Linked DNA regions of Drosophila melanogaster: region 1 is linked to region 2. Evidence: chromatin contacts called from public Hi-C data. All regions are on one chromosome and are shown on one strand. The core of a region is the stretch at or near the end of the contact, and the rest is flanking DNA. Distances in the headings are between cores, read along the strand shown. Region 1 holds the start of erm (earmuff). Region 2 holds the start of Wdr62 (WD repeat domain 62).

Region 1 (7,383 bases), core at 2,434-4,933, 86 kb after region 2:
GCTACGTAAAAAGTATTCCCGCTGCTCGGTCGGCGATGTTCACATGTAGGACCCCTATGGATCCACCCCGTTCGTAACCCTTCTCTAGGATATTCCTACATACAGAACGTTATGTCGCCCACTGTGCAAAGCCAAGCAAGTTTCCAATGCTCAGCTTGAAACTAACAATTTTCGCCACATGAAAGCCAGAAGCAAATGAGAAAATAAATAACACAAATAAAAAAGCGAACTCCTAACGAGCGCTGAAATCATTTGTAGAGCAGTGCCGCAAAAAGTGGCAAGTAATGCAAATATCTAAGCCTGCAAGTGGCTCGGGGAAACGCCTCGAAGAAGGAACTTGCCTTATGCAAGTATGCGGATGTGCGAAATATCAAGCATGCGCCATGTGGGACAGGTTCGGGCGGAAGGACAAAGAGCGAGGCGAATGAAGGCAGCTGCAAAAGGAGCGCAGACAAAAGCGCACAGGGATAATGGTGATGATGATGGAGTAACTGCAATTAGGCATAATAAACAAAAAGTTACAGTGGCTTGCCGGGGAGGGGGGTAGTGAATCGGGACTTCGGGGGAAACTACATAAACGCAGCACTTAATTGCTGGTTTTTCAAGCGAACGAACCCCGCTCCGCACTCTCATGTTGCGAGTTCCTTTTTTTATTCACTACTCGCTTTTTGCGCACTTGAATCGAATCCCTTATAGGGGTTAGTCCTGTTCCAGAATCACGGCCCAAAAAATGGCTACACATGGCGATCCTGCATGCAGCAACCCCTTGCCAAGCACCCAAATCGAATCGCACCGACAAACAGAGCAACTATCAGGGCAGCCGAGCTGCAAAATGGGCGACGTCTATTTTCCACGGGGGGTGGCCGATTTCCCAATCGCAATTCCAACAATTTGTATCTAATAAACTGCCATATGCAAGCCACTGGCTTATTAGGCAGTGCCCGAAATGTTTGATTGAGTTCAACCAGGCGGCGATATGAGGGTGCCCAGAGCTACGAACTCACCATCCATTTGCGCCTGGTGGTGGTGGTTCAGATTCTTCCAGCTCTCTGCCACTGTTGCACTTCCAAGTTGATTATGTTGATTTTTTAACCGTTCGTCGCTCGGCTTTTTATTCGGCTGCCGTTCAAGTGTTTGCCCGGGGGTGTGAGGGAAGTTTTTATTAAATATTGATATCGCACGAAGTCAGCGACATGTAAAAGATACATCTGATAAGCTGGCTTAATTCGACGGGTTGCGGGGCAATAGAACGGCGAGTATTTGATTGATAAGTCGGCTTATTCTCATGGAAAAGTGTGTTGTACATTATGAGATTTGCTGATAAAGATATTTCAAATGCAGTTAATAACTTGCTCGGTCATTGCGACTGTTTAAAATGAAGTCTGGCCAGCACATGGATTATATACCGAGTACTAGAGTGCTCTCGCATTTCATTCCCATAAAAGCTACTTTATACTTTACATACTTCTATTGAGAGTAGTGAAGCTGCCAAGTTTCTCGATTCCCAGGCGAGTTGCAAAAAATGACCGCATGAAATGCAAAGTGCTCGGAAAAAAAAGGGGGAACTAATAATAAACAGCAGCGGAGAGCTCTTGAAGTGACAACAAAAGCCAAATATTTACATTAACCAATACACGCCAGCCAGCGAAGTGGAGGACTTCGCGAAGGACTCTCCACCGCAGGACAGCCCGCGAATTCGATTCCTTCAAAGGTAACAAAAGAAAACTTCTCTCACCCGCAAATCTTTGAACGGAACAAATATATATTTGCGCGCCGAACTCGAGCACTTGAGTGGGATGCAGGATTGAAAAGCTGGATGCTGGATGCTGGATTCAGGATACAGGATGCGGAACGGACGAGGGCAAGGACTCTGAGCAAATAAACAATTAAAATGTCACAACGATTGCCGGCGTACCCGTGTCAGGAAATCAAAAAACCAAACCAAATAAAAAGCGAGTGAAGCCACAAAATGGAAAGTAGAAATCGCTGAACGCTTCCCTTATTTCAAAGGACTGCACATTGTGTGCTTTTATTCAAAAGCGCATTTCACGGGGGAAACGCGAGGAGCAACCACGTGGCTCCTTGCCCACTGAGCCGCGAATTGTCGGCGAGGGCGAGAGTCCTGCGACTCCTGCCAAGGCGTTGGCCCAACCCAGCGGCACAAATCCCAATTAAAAATAAAGAAAGCCCGCGTCAGCCAAGCGAAAGTTAAACAGGCCAAAACATCAAGTTAAGTCAAGCTTCTGCACTGGGAGAAAAACGTATTACTTGTAATGTTCTTATGGTATAGATTAAATTTCTAATGTGGTAATGTAAGTAAGTATTCGTCTTTTCACTGAAACTCAACTATGAATTTTGAAAATGTCTTGCTTTAATCTTGATGACTTATGTTTTCCAACGTGTATCACCTCCACCCTCAACAAGGAGCACGTTCTTCCTTCACGCTGGGCGTCTGTGACATTAACAATTGATAGACGACGGCCGACAGACGACCACTGAGCATTTGAACATTTGAACAGTTGAACGTTTGACAGATTGTCGCGCTCAGTTGGCAGCTTGTAAGGACACTTTCCATTTCATTTCACACTCACACACGTCTGAGTCTGATCCTTTGCCACCGCCCGGGGCAACTCACTCGCCGCCTCGAGTGGCCCCGTTTTCCGCGTTCTCCCCCCTTTTCCCCAGCTAGCCAGTGGGCCAAGTGAAAAGTGGCAAGTGGAAAACCAGTCGAGTGGCCGGCTTAGCGGCTAGTTGGCATTTACCAGGCGCCGGCTTAAATATTTTAGTTCTTCTGGTCGCCACTTCGGCTCCCCAGGGATGAACGTCTTCTTGTGAGGACTTGGGGATTTCTTGATGAACAGAAGTTGCTTGGAGCAGTACAAGTAACATTTATTTGACTTAAATAAATAAGTCGGGACTTAAGATATTAGAAAACAATATCATTATAATTGGTTAAAGATTGTAAAGTCAATTATTTTTGTGATATGAATTCTTATTAGGGTGATGAGTTTCATAATCGGGAATAAAGTAAAATATGGTTTTAAAAAGGGTCTGTTACATATATTGTATTGTTATCGTAAATTGTTTATAAACGTTTCTAGGCAGGATTTGCACAACCTTCAAGATGTATATTTCTTCAAACGAAAATGACATCCAATCAATCTGTGCCGAATAAGTAACCAATTAGAAAGCATCCGAAATTGCTAATTTATCTCAACCTTGCGCAAACAGCCATTAAAATACATAGATGGAAGTCAAACAGAGGAAAACTTACCAATGGGTGGGGGAATATTGGCGAAGGCTTTTCCGCACGCACGCTTTATTTGCCAGAATCCAGGCTCCGAGTGTTTACGCACAGCAATTAATATCCTTTTTTGATGTCTTGAGCTTGAGTTAATATTGAGATGAAATTTCTTCGCGGAAATTGAATTGAATTTCCTAAGGTTCCTTGTGTTTCTTTTCGGGTGTTCACTTCAAAGCGTGTTTATTATTTTTGGAACTTTTTTGTGTTCTTCCAATCGGCTTGAGGTGAAATAACTGTTTGTCTTTGGCATTAAATCCTGCACACACGCACATAGACACACACCCGCCAAAGGACGACGAACGGTGAGTTTGCGACCGCGCTTTCAAGACGTCAATTTCGGAATGTAAATATTTGATTTATGCGCCAAAGTAAATTAAGGCGAAAGGCAAAAACGCAACAGCCAAGTTGCGATGTCCTTTGAGCGACATATATATGAAATATGGCGACGGCGAAAGCAACGGTAAATTTGATCAATAAGAGAGCGCGTTCCCCTATCACTATCTCTCTTTCACTCCCACACGCGAAGGGAAATGGCATTGCCGACGGGAAAAGTCAAAAGGGGCAGCAACAACAAGCGTCCGTCGCGCTCTCTCGTTCTCGCCCAACTGACAGCTGGAGAACGGAGAGCCGCAAACGTCATTATCACGTAATGCGTCTCACTCGCACTCATTTTGGGGGTGGGCACTGAGTGGGGTGGGGTGCAAGAGCGAGCTAGACAGAAATGGGGTGCTGGTGTGAGTGAGTGTGTGTGCTATTAACGCCATCATGCTCATCATCTGCTTCTCTCTGCCTCCGCTCTCCCTTTATCCATGCTCTGCAGCTGCTGACTGTCCTTTTACTAAGCGCTACATAACCTCACTCCATCTGCTATTCGTAGCACCCCTCGACACCCCGCTCCCATCACTCGTGTGTACATATTTGCACTGCAATTTGGCATCGTCGCGGGCTGCTCCTCTTGTGATTTGCCTCTTTTTGCGCTCTCATTTACACAGGTGAGTACAGTGGTCGCCTGCATGGGCGAATGTCCTTGATTTCTTGGCGATGAAAAAGGTAGCTTTTAGTGCAATATTTAGATCTATTCTTGTAAGTCGAAGACTCGTTTGTCCATCATTGAGGTCTACTGATGATAGATCTAAGTCTTTAAAGCCACCAAAATAAACATTTTTTAAAGTCTTCTTTTTACGTTCTAAATCGCATAAATTTAATGCTATATAGGATTATATCTTCCATTTAATATAGAAAAATAAAGTCTGATATGAAACATGTATAATTTCGAAGCATCGACATCTTTCTTTTGTAACTTTCCTCACATCACCTACTGTATTTTCTTTTAAGTTGTAGTTTTTGTTGGCTTCCTTTTTGTATTTTCGGGTGCCCCCTCTCACGCTCTCTACGTCTCCCCCCTCCCTCTCCCGCTGGGCCTTTATCGAAATCGGAGGGCAAAGGCAAAAAACAAGCGAGAATCAATACGAAATGCCCTGTGGAATCGCATTTTTGTGCAGTTTCCAGCGCGGGCATGTGAATAATGCTCCGCATCTGAATTTTCTACGGAGTCCATGACAACCAAGCACAAATACCCACATGTGAGGCCATTGTTTCGGTGAAATGGAGATGGAGAGAGAGAGAGGAGAGCGTGGTCCAGGGGAGGGGAAAGAGAGGAGGGCAGGGTGCAAGGGAAAAGGTGAAACCAGTGGGCACCCTGGGAGATTTTTTAATCAAATAATTACAGTAATTAGATGCAAGGCAAACGTCAAAAGCCCGCACGAAATTCCCAGGCGCAGGGAAAAGTCTATGGGAATTCGCAATTGGCAGGCGATCTCGTATTCCCTCTCGTTGTGAACTGAACTGAAAAGGTCCTGATTCTCGGCGAGAACTGTATTTGTTCATTTTGTAGGACCCCGTCATTGATTTCGATGTAAATAGTCATGAATTCGATGGACTTCTGATAGTGTGCGATAGATATAATAGTCAGGAGAAATGTTTAGAATTTCGTTGTGTAAAGAAGACGGAATTATTCAGACAGAACATTTAATAACGACAACTTTTCCATGGGACTTTTCCGCACAGCGCTAAAGAAATCAACTTTATGCATTTTCCACACCTCGAGTGTCTGCAACAATGAAAGCGGAGGAAGGAAAGCGGAGGTATGCTGGCGACGAAGGACGAAGGGAGGAGATATGGCATTCATTACAGCAATTGAAATGGACAAAAGCCAAAATTCAAGGCAGGAAAAAAGACGAGAGCCCAAGTTGAAAAAAGGGATAATAAAATGTTTGCATATAAAATATTAAATAAAAGACGCTGTGAAGCAGCAGCGGAGGAGCCTTTACCTTCTCTACATAGCACGCAACGAAATGAGCGAGCACACTGAAAGAAATAAAGGGGAGTACTCATTTCATATTTGTTCTAATCCTACTAAAGCAACGAATAAAGCGCCTTCAATTGTAACTAGTGAATATAAAGACAGTGAGATATAATACAAAAGAAACTATCATTTATTATTGCTAAGTAATGATTCTTAATAGCTGCTCACCTAATTCAACTATTTGTTTGAGTGCACCTTCGTCGGCGGCAACAACAAAATGACGGAGCCAGGTGGACCGAGAGATCCAGGTGAGCTGCTGCGAGCAAAAGGCCCGGGCAAAAGGCTCAACGGGTGGGTAAATAGAATCCATCTATGTGTGCAGTATGTGTTCGCGCACCGATATGTGTGGGTGCAACTTAATGATGAGCACGAAGCACCGTTAGTGGGCGTATCAAATGGCAGGAAGCAGCGCAGTCGGCGCACAAAATGGCAGCGCATGCGTCGCACTGCTCTAGCATCCATCTTTTCGCATGGCCAATCGGTGGGTGTGTCCTCGCTCACTCACACAGGCACACACACACGCACAGTTGATTAGCCTCGACATTTTGTTACTGTTGCTCTCTCGCTGTCGCTGCATCTCTTTCGCTCCCGCTGGAAATTCAACAGGCACCCACACCAACTGTTGCCAGCTCACTCACTCCAACAGAACGACCATTCGAATGCATCGGCACTCAAAAAATATGAACTTTACTTATCGCTCAAAAACCGGCTTTTACTTTCGTTACCAAAAGTCCACCAGAAAAAAAAATTGTCTCTAAATTTTGAGACTCAATAATCTGCTTTGTGACAGTGGGGAATATTGTCCAAAATTAATCAGCACAGCGGAGTTCACTCGAAAATGCAGGATATTGGAAAAGCGCATGATTTCCAAGTTGATTAATTTCGCACCACTGCATGGCAATGTGTGTGCGTTCGTGTGTGCGTGTGAGAGAGTGAGTGCCATGGCACACGCTTCTTACCTGTCAAAAATTCCCGCATTTTTCGTTGGCTAACAAAGGCATTGCCACAAAGATACCACAAAAAGTTGCCAAAAAATACGTAACAAAATTTCCGCTATTTATTTGTGTGCTCTCGCCTGTTATGAATTAAGTGTCCTGCATGTGTGTGCGTTTCTGTCCGCTTTGTTGTTGGCCATCGCTTTGTCAGTCCTCGAAAATGTTACCTCACAAAATCACAAATTGCGGGATCAAAGGTGAAGGAGAGCGGAAGGGGCACACCGAAATAATAATGAAAATAACTTAAATCCATCAATGAGGCTGCATTTATTGACAACAAAGCAAAAAAGATGTTAAGTTTTAATGAACTGCAGTCGAAAATGGATGTTGCTTCAAATATTGCAGGGTTCCTTATAAATATTGTACAATAGATCATAAAGGATCGCATGATATTAAACGAGCATTGTGTTACCGTAATTGACTTTGTTTCTAGGAAAGTTCGGTTTTATATAAAATCAAAATGACTTGAGTTCTTTAAGAACATGTAAAAACATTTTAAACCTTATTTTTCGATATTAGTTTGATTCCTGGATATTGTAGAAAATTCTTTTTTTCTAACTTATTAATGTCAAACTCATACATAATAACAAACAACTTCATAATACCCAGTAATACTTAGAATTTCGAGACCATAAATAAAGTTTTATAAAAATTTCGAATTTATTTCAAAAGATGTTAAAAATTCAAATGCAAGAGACATTCACTGGCAAGCGCGTTCA
Region 2 (7,232 bases), core at 602-3,101:
ACCTCGAGCCGATTAGCTCGAACTTGGGCGCAACTATTTTCCTATCGAACTTGGAGAGTATCCGCAAGAGCGCCGCCTGCTGGCTTTCCAGTCTATCCAGCCTCGCCACGATGTCCTTAGGGAAGCCCTCTTGCAGGACCTTCTGCCTGATGTTCATCGCCGTCTGCAGAGTCTCGATCCTGGCCAGTCTCGCCTCCGTTGCGTTCGCTTGCAGAACACTCGAAGTCCACTCGCCCTCGTGCCTGGCAATGTGATCCAGCATGGGGCTCAGTGCTGTTAAGCAGAACTCGCCACATTGTTGCGGCGCATCCTGCAGCAGGCACACTGACGGCATTGCAGCTGAAGGCGCGTGCGCATTCCAGGCAAAAAGAGCAAGTAACAGCCAAATACTGAGCTTCTGCATATTCCGTATATTCTGTATCCACAAACAATGAGCAGCGAATGCTTTTACCGACACGCTTAAGTAGTGCCCTCAAAATTAGTACGAGGTGATCTACATAATTTGAATATTGATTTAAATTGCATGCATTTGGTTAATTCTGTGCTAATCAATTCAATTCAATAAGAGTGTGTTTTGACACGAAAACCGTTCTTACTCTCTGCATACAGCATTTGGCACATCTTTATGATTAGATAAACAAATATGTAAAATATATTTTTGTTTTTTTTTTTATTAAAACATGTCCCACTGGCAAATTGAGTGATTAGGAGTCTCGCAATTAAAAAAAGACCAACTCAGTTGCAATCTGTGGGTTTGAGCTTTTTATAAACAATTTTGCCACCATCATATTTCGATTTACACCAAGCGAAAAGGTGGAAAATGGCCAGATTCATGGCCATTCATCGAACTCATCTTAAGTTTGGATGGATGCATAGGATTCCAGTGAATAGGAGCTGCATTTAATAGAGCGGAGGCCAGGGCTAGACAGCAGTGAATTGAAGGGGTCTTCCTCAGCCTTGCTCACCAAGATGGATTCAAGTCTGCTCGCGGTGGCATTTAGATTCGCCGCAAGGACATTCAACAGCTTCCAAGCATCCTGATAATGATTCAAGTGCTCCTTCTGCTCGGCCCACGAATCCGCCATCATCTGCAACAGGCTTCTCTCCTGTTCCCAGGATTTGGCGCACTGATCATACAGCGGATGCAATGCTGCCATGCAGAAGGCACCACATTGATTAGGCGCATCGCTCAGGACGCAAACGGACTCGCTGATGGAGTTGGACACTCCGAGAAGGATGCAGAATGCCACGGCCGGGCACAATAAACTGTTTCGCAGCCCAAACATGTTGCGATAAACTCATTCGGCACATGATTTCCGAACTTATTTATACCTTTTTATACGGAACTGATCGAAATGCATATGTAATATATACATATTATGTAGGTATGTGAATTCGAAGCGGAAGATTAATGAAATGTAGTACAGGCTGACTAGAGCAGCACATGCATGAATAAAATAAATATAGTATAGTATATATAATAGTGTAGAATAATTAAATAAAAACAATATATATAAATATATTTTATATTCTGACCAATGGAACTACATCATATCAATTAAAATATAAATTAAATTAGATTATATAATTGAAATATATCAATTAAAAACTGTTTCATTTGTTGTTTTGAAAGTTTCGTAAGGCGCCTCTTACGGCCAAACACTGTACTAGAGATAAGAGACTTTTCATCTACATGTAATTCTACATCATGCATTTTACATTTACTGACATCTCACTATTAGCCTGACCGTATTTTGGCACTCTGGTCACATTAGCATTTCAAATACGACTGGGGATGCCAACTCGTTCTTGAACTGTCACCCCTCTGGTCACACTGAACACATAATTCGATTCTATCGATATCGATTTGCAGCCACCTCTAGTTTGTTTGGGGCATTTGGGGCTCCAAGCGGCAAAGCGCCTCCAAAATTTCGCAGCGTCGGACGTGTTTCGCTCCCCGTTCGCCGTGTCTGTGTGCGTACGCGTGCCTCCGTGTGTGTGTGTATGTGTTTTTTGCCTATGTTTTGCGTTCGCAGCGTGCGGCGTTTGCGAGAAAGAGGCAGATGAACGCGAGAAATACAAATAGTTAATAATTAAAGTCAAGTGGCGCGGCTACTCGCTATTGGGTATTATCTACACGCAGAAACCGAGATTAGATAAAAGGCACAAAAGCAAAAAGGGCAAAGCAAAAGAAAGCTGAAAGAAGAAGAAAGAAGAAGTTCAAAGCCAAAGTCCCTCTGCGCGCGGGTGTGTGTGTGTGTGTTTGTTTTCACGTGTGCGTGTGCCTGTGTGCGACGCTCGCGAAAATCGTCGGTGTGTGCGTGCGTGTGCTTGTTGTTTTTGTCAGTTGTTGTTAGTGCACCTGTCTGCAAATAAAAGCAAGAGACACGGCCAAAACCATAACAACAAACGAAACAGAAGAGCCGACTGCAAGTGAGAGCAGCAAAACGGAAAGAACGGACGCCGGCGAAGAAAGAAAGCAGCAGGAGCCACTCAAAAAAAAAAAAAAATCCAAAAAATCCAGTTTCCAAGGAGTTTCCTCGCTCAGGTGAGTTCCGAATCTGACTGTGACACACTTTTCCTCCGCCCAGCGAATAAGTCCCCTTATCCGGGGGTGGACCACATTCCGCCGAATGCTGCGTGTGTGTCGAAATTTCTGCGACCTAACCTAGACCAGAAAGACCGTTTTCGAAGGCAAACGGGCGGGCGGCGGATTTGGATCCAGAACCACCCCCTTTTGGGGGTGCTTTTCGCTCTCAGCTGGGCTTGGTGTGTACACACTTTGAAGGCCGTCGCATCGAAGTCAACAAATAGTTGGGAGTTCAGGGGACGTTTGTTAGAAGCTGCCCGATTTGGGATGCTCTTGGCAATCATGGTATAACCATCTAGAAATAGAGAGAAAAAATATTTAGTAGATGTCATTTTGCTAATAACATTCTTCGAAATCCAGCCAGACAAACATTTTCCTTGGTTTTCATAGCCAAATAAGCCCACAAATGCGCAGATACAGCCGCAAAACGACTGAACTTGACCCAAACACATGCACTCGCCACTGGGATCCAGCCCCTTAACGCTCTGCTGATCCATATAAATGCGGAGGGGTAGCCCAAGAGTTGCACAAGGCATCCACACATCCCCGGTCCACCGAAGACACCTGTAATCTTCGCCGAAGAGCTCACACGAAATAAATCAGCGCAGCTCGGACACGTTTTGTCTAGAAGCGAGAGAGACGGATGTATTCGGTGGGAGAGAAACGGCAACGGCGGCTCATTAATCACAATGACTAATTCGTGAAGACTTTGCTCATATTACGTATCTTTTTTCTACCGAACTTGTGGTGTTTTCATTTTGAGCCGCCAACAGTGGTCAGTTTAAGCTCATTAATGTTGCCCAAGGGTTAAAAATAAACTGTAGATACGAGAAGCGAAAGAGATGGCGAATGAGGAGTTGTAAGATGATACGAAAGAATCCAATGCGATAAGAAAGTTGTAGAAACTAGTGCATGAATCATCTGAATCTTCGTTATTATAATCTACTGAAAAAGTATATATTTTAAGAATTTGTCAAAAACTCAACGTAAGAACTTAGAAACTACTTCATTACCAATAAGACTGCTGGCCTGAATCTACACTCCCAATAGAGAGTAGCGCCCCGAAACTCGCGATCAAATGTCAAAGCCGCTCAGAAGAATTTGGAAAAGCGAGAGAGAGAGAGAGGGAGAAATAAGAATGGTGAGATCGGCGGTGACAGGTGGATTTTGATTCTATATGCTAGATCTCCGTTTCTTTTTGATTCTTCTCTGCGTTCGGGATCTTCTTCGTTTTCCCATTTTTCCCATTCTGTTTGTTTTCTACCTGTGTGTGATTTTTCTGGACTTTTGTCTTTGAGTTCTGGTTTATTTTTCCCTTTTACTCTGCCTTGCCTTGCTGACTAAGACGTTCGCCGTCTGCGTTTTTACCTGGCGACAGGTGCGCATTGAGTGTTTTTGTAGTCGTTGCTGGCCATCTTTTCTAGTTTTGGAATTCAACTCGTTTCTCCCGCTTGAGCAATTTATCTACAGGCGGTTTACGGGGATCCCGAGCCCGAAGGATTTCCTGCGTTCTTGTTTTTATTTCTCTCACTGCACTTGTGAGTGTGCCAAGGGGCTCACGTATCTCATAGATGCGATATGAAAATCTGAATATTCCAACTGCGTCGGCATTGTCAGGCTCTTCCCCCCCTTGGCATTCCCCCTTTCCACATCCACATCATTTACTCGATGCGTCGTCTTCTTTTATTGCCTTTTGGCCAGTCTTCTGCGTTCTTTTTTATCTCAGCCGCTCTCTTATTGGCTGCATCTTTAAACTGGGCCCATTATATATTATGCCGTATATTCCAACTAATGGCCACGGCTCAATTGGAAGTCTGTGTTGGCCGCAATCAATTGGGAAATAAGGAAAAGGCCAGAAATGCCAGCAAAGGAAGCTGCAAAATGTTGGTTAGTGCATAATCAAAGGAGAATTGTTTGGTATTCTTTGATTGTACAGATTGGCTTTAATTTGATTTTTCATACGGCTAGTACCTTGAACTTTTTAAACTATGTTTATCACAGCTAAGTGCCGATTTTCTACCCATTTTCATCACTTTTCATAAGACAACTCTCCCAGTCTCCCAGAAACAGGTTTTGGCCAGGCCAAAAAGAATTCCCGAGTGCATTCCACAAAATGCAACTGTAAATTTGCAAACGCAACACAACAAGACAAACAAAAAAGAAGGCTCAAAATTATGGCAACCTGGGGGAATGTCTCGACTGAAGTGTGGCCTGCACTTTGGCTCAGAGCTCACCTGTGTGTTCTGCCACCTTTCTGCGCCATCTCCCTTTCGGCCAACATTTTTGGATAATTCGCCGTATGCGTTGCATATCCATTAGGCCGCCAGAAGTCAAGAGTCGCCACCAACAAACGGCAGCAGCACCAGCAGCAGCTAACAAAGGTGCAACATTTTTGCTGCTGCATTTTCCTGGCCTTCCGCCCCCTCCCTCCACTTGTTGCCTTGTTGTTCTGGTTGCAAGTTGCTGCTGTGTCTCTTCCACCTTTTTTCAGAACTCCGCCACATCCATATTCCATGCTCTTCCGAAGGGTATATTGCTCACCGAAAAGTAGTCATCTTTCGACTTACTTGGCAGGGCATTCCAGGTGGGCTAGCTGCACCGCATCCTATTTATTTCTGTTTTGTGTCTGGCCTGCTGGTGCTCTTCAAGTTTATCTCAGCTCTGTGCTTTTTTATTGATATCGTGTAAGTTGCCGGCGCTTCCTGAGGTGGAGACTCGGAGAATATGCTGGCGATGAAGGGTTCGGAACGAATGGGGCAGCCCGGGAGGGCTCTACTCGCACTTGAGTATGGCTGGAATGCAGTTTACTTTGGTGCGGGCCAAGTTAATGGCAAACCCGATTCGATAAGACATGGCTGCTGAGCACACAAGGCCCTCCTCCTTCGCACTCATCTCCATCGGAGTATCGGCGCGAGTACGAGTATTTATGCCCGGAAAACACTCCTCACCACTCCGATCCCGGCTCGATTTCCTTGAAGATTTCCTCTGGCTTTCCCCCTTTCCACGCATTCTTCCACGACCGTTGTTTGAGGTCGTTTCCAATGACTTGAATTGCATTGTATTGTGGCTTAATTAGAATGTGCTGCCGCCTTTAAAACTGTTCGTCTTTTATGTGGGAGTCTTGGGATGGGAACTAGTTTTGGGGGTGGAGCAGCAGCCCTTGGAATCTATGGCAACTAATTTATGCACTGGAAGTGGCAATTATGCCAAGTTTGAAGCAACATTTTCAAATTTATGCTGGGAATTGAAGACAGAATACTGTGCAGCTAGTAGTAGCTTTGTTTAAAATTACTTTTATGGCTATCGATATGACAAGTTAATGCCGCAGGAATGAGACAATTTGAGGCTGTGCAATTTGAGGAACTGCCAACTCATGATCGCGGATCGCATTCCACTTTCCCCGCATCATCCCGTAATCACATCAGTTTATTTACTCAACTAACGAACTATTACGAACAACTTAATCAAGCGAAATTGCGGGATTACAAGTTTAAGCCGTCAGTGATGATTTGGGCTTAGGCCTGCCATACATTGTTGCTCGAGGAGACCCCTTCGTCCTCCCTTGTAGTGCCCCATAGATGCCATAACCCATTAAGTGGGATTGGAACGCGGTCCGCAGTGCCGGCGATTGGCTTTGGCCATGGCTTGTGCCAAGTTTGAAGAGGAAGTATTATGCAGTCGTCCAACCAACAACCGGCCAAAGTTGCTTGTATTTTCAGTGGCATTTTTTAAAGGCTATGTTGCTCCGTTTTTCTTCTTTTTTTTGTTTTTTTGTCTGTGACAGACTGGCAATAAAAAAAAAGACGGAAAAAAGTTGTCTGTCCTCAAACTTGTCGAGCTGGTGGGGGAAAAATGTTTGAGGACCTGCAGGGAGGACTCTTTCGAATGTGTTTCTGAATTGCAACAGCTGCGTTTGCTCGACCTCATCTCTCGACAGATATTACTGCCTTTTGGCCAACTGCCAGACCGAAACTAACGGGCAATAATTATAATTTATTGTTTCCAGCCCAGCAGCGAAATTGCTCAAAACTCGTCCGAAAGTTTGATCAAAACCTTTCATTAAAACCTTTAGCATATCTCCATATTGATATTCTGCTCAAATATGAATCATATCTGATAGAATACAATAAAGAAAAGCAATTATACGTATACGTATGGCTCATCAGCTAAATTAAAACGTAGTTTTTAGCCGCAATATCAACCGCGAGTGACAAGGTAAAAAGGAAAAACAAATTGGCAAACAGATAAGCCAAAGACGCACAACATGAAAAAAGGCGAAAGTGAACGTCAAGTGGCTAAATTAGAACAAAAACAAAATAATAAAAAAATAAAACAATCGCAGGAAAGCCAGCGTAAGGTTCTCAAGTGTTTTTCACAGCTTTCGGCTGTCAGAGGAAATAAATTATTAAATAAGAGATCAAAGCAAAAACAGCTTTATAATGGTTAATGGAATATCAGCAAATGAAAAACTAATCGGTAAAAATATTAAATGGGGAGGTCAAATCGGTTCAATTAAACGGATTTTTTAAATAGCTCATCAAGATCAAGGTTTTATACATCAATCAGGCCAAATCAGCAGACAAAATCAATAACAAAGCGCTTGCCAAAACTTTGTTTCCTTGCCATTTCGTTGGCCTTTTTT

What was found. Hi-C and Micro-C count contacts between places; a contact is called where the count stands out from the background.
Region 1: a contact with region 2 is called in a Hi-C map of the Kc167 cell line, with 1.7 times the contacts expected there. A contact is called at or near these places in 9 of 107 Hi-C or Micro-C datasets (the Clone 8 cell line, the Kc167 cell line, the Ras3 cell line and 4 more).

What each region holds. Positions count from the first base shown.
Region 1 is chr2L:1,966,679-1,974,061 of dm6, forward strand. erm (earmuff) reads right to left here and starts at 3,684. Exons shown (of 2, transcript NM_001272960.1): 1 at 3,275-3,684. Der-1 (Derlin-1) reads left to right here and starts at 7,279. Exons shown (of 4, transcript NM_001272963.1): 1 at 7,279-7,383.
Region 2 is chr2L:1,882,771-1,890,002 of dm6, forward strand. It overlaps Wdr62 (WD repeat domain 62), which reads left to right and starts at 1,852. Exons shown (of 19, transcript NM_134786.6): 1 at 1,852-2,548. It overlaps CG15358, which reads right to left and starts at 444. Exons shown (of 1, transcript NM_001316377.2): 1 at 1-444. The coding sequence starts at 403.